2 separate regions of the Ovis aries genome follow, and region 1 is linked to region 2. Evidence: chromatin contacts called from public Hi-C data. All regions are on one chromosome and are shown on one strand. Each heading gives the region's core, a stretch centred on a gene start, on an enhancer-like site or on the middle of the called end of the contact. The rest is flanking DNA. Distances are from core to core; before and after follow the strand shown.

Evidence for each region. Hi-C and Micro-C count contacts between places; a contact is called where the count stands out from the background.
Region 1: a Hi-C map of liver shows a contact between it and region 2, with 6 times the contacts expected there. The contact joins the enhancer-like site here to the promoter of NRP1 in region 2. A contact is called at or near these places in 7 of 16 Hi-C or Micro-C datasets (hypothalamus, liver, muscle and 3 more).

Annotation. Positions count from the first base shown.
Region 1 is chr13:19,098,885-19,101,584 of ARS-UI_Ramb_v3.0, forward strand. All of the region lies in intron 12 of NRP1 (neuropilin 1), which reads left to right. Among named protein-coding and RNA genes, the nearest start is that of TRNAC-GCA, 34 kb to the left of the region's middle. Within about 2 kb of position 1,282, at least 12 of the 54 cell types and tissues checked have an H3K27ac peak or open chromatin away from gene starts, as enhancers often do. A contact at or near this core is called in liver and tail adipose tissue, where this site is marked.
Region 2 is chr13:18,966,058-18,968,757 of ARS-UI_Ramb_v3.0, forward strand. It overlaps NRP1 (neuropilin 1), which reads left to right and starts at 1,273. Exons shown (of 17, transcript XM_027976579.3): 1 at 1,273-1,826. The coding sequence starts at 1,754.

The DNA.
Region 1 (2,700 bases), core at 32-2,531, 130 kb after region 2:
ATTTCATGCTGAAGATTCTTCTCAATAGAATATGTTCAGTGGGCATATAATACGCATGTGCTATCTGGGTTGTCATCAGATGCATGAAAGCCTGTTAATGCTCTGCCAGGAACTGATGAGAAGCCCTGCATTTTAAATCCATCTTCCCCTTGGCAGAAGGCTCTTACCCTCCAAGGATCCCCAGACATTCTCTAAATCAGTTCAGAGTATGTTCATGACCCACGGTTACATGGACCCAGGCACCTCTGCTTATTTCCAGCCTATGAGTAAGCGAGCTCACATATCCAATAGAAGTTCTGAAGACCAGATTTGAAAATTAAATCCTTGTGCATATATGGTGCTAATGATGTAACTCTGGGCAAGCTAGGTCCCCCAGGCACAGCTGGTGCTGGCTCACAGCAGCTATAAATTTGTTTTAAGTTCAGAATATTGTTTCCTGCTATTTTTAAGAGTCAAGAAGGGATTTAGCCAGATTATTCCCAATGAATTTAATGAGAATTGTGCAGCCATGGGGCCTGGGTAATATTTTGAAGATTGAAAGGTCAAATGGACATTGTCCTGTATACTAATTTCATTTGTCCATTGGCTTTTTTCTCTTTCTCTGCCGTTATCTCCTCTGCTTCTGTCCTTCTCTCTTCCTCTTTCCATTTCTAGAAATGTCTGTGTGTATTTTTGTGAGTTTAATAGCCTTTCTAGCCAGGCTTGAATCTTCAACATTGAGCTGTTCTGTCTCCATGCCCATCCCCCGCAAAAGGTACTGATTTAAAAAAAAATTCTAATTTAACAAGATTGCCATAAATTATATATGATTGAGCCAAAGAGATAAGAGTAGTAAAATATGAAAAGTTTGAGTAGTCACTGTGTAAAATTCATAGATTGGAAAGAACAGTGGAAGATAAAGGTTGACTTCCATTCACTCGAATAGGAGATGTCAAAATTAGTCTTTCAGGCAAAGTCGCCCTTTGTCTTGGCCACAAAAATACCCAAGTTCATTTATTTTATGACACTGCCAGAATAGTAATAGCCAAATTATGGATGGTGTGGTTTTCTGTAAATTATACAATAAATTTAAAGTATTAACAAGGCAGATATTACCAGAAATGTGTATGCTGTAATGACTGACTGCCCTCCTCTCTGTGTAGGTCTTATAAATGACATTTAAGGAGAAAACCTAAAACCACACACATATTAATATTTTTCAATATTAACAGTTTCTAACACAAGATTACACAACAGCACATTCCAGGGCTGTGGGTGTTGACATCCAAGGTTACTCAACTACTCCTTCATTGTTCAGCTGACTACATCTGCAAAATTCAGTCATGCTGTACAGAAGGGAGGATTTTGGAGAGGGTTTCTCATGCTTTAAGAAGCCCTATTTCATGGTTATGATGGACTGGGGCATAAAATATGTATCTCCAGTGACACTGCCGCTGTGAAATATAGCCCTTTGCACAAACTGAAAGTGCTTGTGTTATACACATCACATGACTTACTAGGCTTTCTTTCTCCAGCTGGCCCCGGTGAGTCCTTTGGCAGGTCACACTGTCATTGGAAGGGAGAATCCATCTTGCTCAGTTTTGAGGATGGTATGGTGCCTTCCTTCCAAAATTTCACATTAGCATTTGAAAGGAGTTCCTTGGAAACTAAAAATGCAAAGTAACTCATTCTTAATGCAAAGTAACTCATTCTTATCTATTCAGTAAATCTCCCTTACCCTGCCTCCTGCCTGCCATTGTTGAAGTGGGGGAGGGGCAATGGAGCCCAGACTCAGTAGAAAGCAAATATTTGTGTTAAACACTTAGACAAAGTTAAAGGAAAGACCACAATGAGATAGGCTCTCAGCCTGACCCTAATACAGCGTAGAATATCATACTTCCCTTTTGCTACAGAGAGATTGTTGAGACTTATTTTTTAGATCAGCAGGCAAGCTGCTGGGGGCACCTTCCTTTTCGTCTCAATGCTGCCATCTTGTGGACGCCTGAACTCAGTGAGAAGCAATGACCGTCAGAAAACAGCCCCTATTGTGTGTTTAATTTTATATTCAGGAGATGGGTGGGACTGGCAGAAAGAAAAGAATTTTATCTTTAGGATTATTTTTATTGTTAGCTCCAGTTTACCAAAAATAATTCCAAATATCAAGGGCTTCATTTTCCCCATCCTTAAAAAGTTAACCAAATTCCCCCAGCAAAAATGTTGAGTAAAAACTAAGGCTATACAAGTTAGGGAAAAAAAAAAACCAACAAACCCATAGTCAAATAGCACTTTGTAGAACACATGAAACAAATCATTCTTGAGACTCCCTTCACGCTTTCTTTTTAGAACCCAAAGGAAGCATTTTGAACATTAAAAAATATACAAGTGGGTACCCATTCAAATATGCTTTGGCTTTACTTGACCCTATATTGCAGTTTTAAGTGGGGCAAACAATTTATATGCAAATCTGAAAATTCACTAAAGAAGCAGAGATTTCCCACTTAAAATTAATTGACCTGATATAAAGCACAGAAGTTAAAAAAAAAAAAAATCTTACGAAATGCTTCAGAGATCTGCCAGTAAAAACCTGGAGCATAAGCTGGTGTATTGAGAATACAGATAACCTCCAGGGTGAGATACTCAGCCAAGTCACGTTTCTAGACTTTGGAGGTTCATGGGTCAGTCTCTTAATTAAGATTCTTTTCATTGGTGGATATCAATTTA
Region 2 (2,700 bases), core at 23-2,522:
GTGTGCAGAAACGCCGTTCCCAGAAGGCGGCTGACCTTTTCACCTTCCCCACGAACTCCTTCGGAGGGGTCCCTGGGCATTTACCTTCTCAAGGGCCTGATCCGTAGCCAAAACCTGTTTGGTCCCTGAAATGTCCTTGCTATTCCTATCTGCAGAGGCTTTCTGCAGCACTTCCCGGAAAACCCTTCGGGGACCGAACTGGGGGGCATCCAGAGCCCACTGAGGACGCGCTGCAGTGGGAGGCGGGGGTGGGCCGGCGTGACAACCGCCTGTAGCCGGAGCGGGCACCGTGAGAGCCCGGCCAAGAGCAACACCCCGCCCCCGCCCCCGCCACTGTTCCTGCTCCCCGGTGATGCACAGGAGCCCCGACCGCTGGACCCCTCATTTCCAAACCCCGAGCACCTGGGCTCCGAATAAGCCGGCTGGGTGGGGTCGGGCAACGACTGCCCCCTAGCTGGAAGGCTCACCACCTTCCACCCTTCGGCGTCCCCTCTGGCCGGGAGAAGAGGACATCAGATCTTCGGCAACAATGGAGCCCGCGGCGCGCGGCAGACACCCGGGCTCGCCAGGCGCCCAGCCGCGCGCCCCGATACGGGGCAGGCAGGCCGGGCGGGGCTGCAGCACAGCCTAGTCTGCGTGAGTCTACTGACTCGGCTCTGCGTGGCAGCGATACTGCCGACTCTCGCCCGGCTCCGGGGTGCGTCCCCAACCCCAGCCCCTTTCCTCGGCCCCTTCGGGCCTGATCCGCAACGTCCAGGGGCGCCCTGCTGCTCCTGCCCCAGGTCACGACCCCAGGTCACGTCTCGGGCGCCTCCCGAGGGTTTCGGAGTTGGGAGAAGCAGCCGCCACCTCCCGGGCGCGCTGCCTGTCTCCGGCGGCCGACCCCCCAAAATCTTAGCGGAACTGCCCGCTCTCCCCCGGGGGCCCGAGCGAGCATGCCGAGATGGGCTAGCCCGACCCTGGCGCTGCCACCGACCTCGACGCCCGGTACCCCCGCAAACACATCCGGCACTCGGCCCTGGGCACGGAGTCCCGGCGCCTCCCTGCCGGGGAAGATCCCAGCAGGGCTTGTGGGAGAGACGGACAGACGGACGGGGAACGTTCAGGGAGAGAAACTTGTTCCTCCCCGTCTCTTGTCAGGCAATCGCTGGCGAGCCTGTGCGGGGAGAGGGGCGGGGGGAAGCGAGGGAAGGGCTCCAGAAGGGGAGGGGAGGAGGCAGTGGGGGAGGCGGGGGTGCAGTTGGTGAAACTCCTTCGTCTCCCGCTCATCTTTTCATTGCTTGCTCCTCTTCGCGCAGACACCCCGACCTCCCTTGGGCGCCAGCTCCCCGGATCCAACGGGTCCAGAATCAAGCCGGATTTTTTTTTTTTTCTTTCTTTCTGGAAATTGGCGTTGGTGTGTGTTTCTCTACGTCCCTCCTCCCCCTCCCACACCCCCTACGTTTTTTTTTTTTTTTTTTTTTTTTTGAGACATGGCCCGGGCAGCGGCTCCTGGAAGAGGAACAAGTGTGGGAAAAGAGAGAGGAAACCGGAGCTAAATGACAGGATGCAGGCGACTTGAGACACAAAAAGAGGAGCGTTTCTCTCGGATCAAGGCATTGCCTCAACGCTTTTCTTTCTCCAAAACGGTCTGAGGATTTTACAGCTCCGGGAGGAGTGAAAGCGCTCCGGATCGTGGAGATCGCCCCGGTGCTCTGTTTTCCCCGCACGTTCGGTTCTCCCGCGTTCGCCCCGGAGACCTGGCGAAGGGAGGATGGAGAAGGGGCTGCAGCTCCTGTGCGCCGCGCTAGCCCTGGTCCTCGGCGCGGCCGGCGCTTTTCGCAACGGTAAGTGACAGGCGGAGGCGCGCGGCCGCGGGGGTGAACCCGGTTCCCGGCTGCCCGCTCCGAGCTGCCGGGACCCACCGGGGAGAGCCGCCTCCCGGTGAAGGAAACTTTTAGCCAGACGGAGAAATAAAGAAATAAGATTAGTCGTTGTAGGTAGGGCAGGGAGATTTCACGTCCTCTGACTCCCTCCTGAAGTTGGTTGTTTGGCCATGGGGTTTTTCCCACCTCTGCTACGAGGCTGAGCGCCCTACCTTCCCAGATCAGCGCACCAATTATCTTAATAATGTTTCCTCCCCAAGGCAATTAGAGGAGACTCCCTTTCAAAAATATGATGGCTGTTGAAAGTTAATGAACACTTTACCGGGAGCACTTCCTGATTCTCCGACAGCTCCCCAGAACTGATTCCTCTGGTGGGTGCCCGCAGGAGATAGCGGTTTGCGGGTGGGTGTTAGTCCCTCCTCCGCTTTTTCAAACCAGCCCTGCTCCGTCTGGAGTATGAATGAAAGTTATATCGTGTCAATAAAGGAATCTGATACACACGCTGTAAGGCACCAGGATATGTGAAAATCCCCTAACCTAGTTGCAGCTTCCACTTAGCTTTTAAAACCACTCAGTGTTAAGTAAATGGAAGACCGTGCTGGGTTAGAAGCAGTATCCTGTAACGTAAATAATGTGTTTTAAAATGGGATCTGGTTGTAGGCATGTTCAACTTACACTGTAAAGTAGGTGGAAGCAAGGGGGCGGGTGACATTATCTTTACAGTAAGTCTTCAGCAATTATTATTAACTAATTATCAAATATTTACTTTAGCCTGGCTTAGATTTCAATCAGAGTAATTAAGAGAGCCCATCCGCTACTTACCCGTGGTATATTG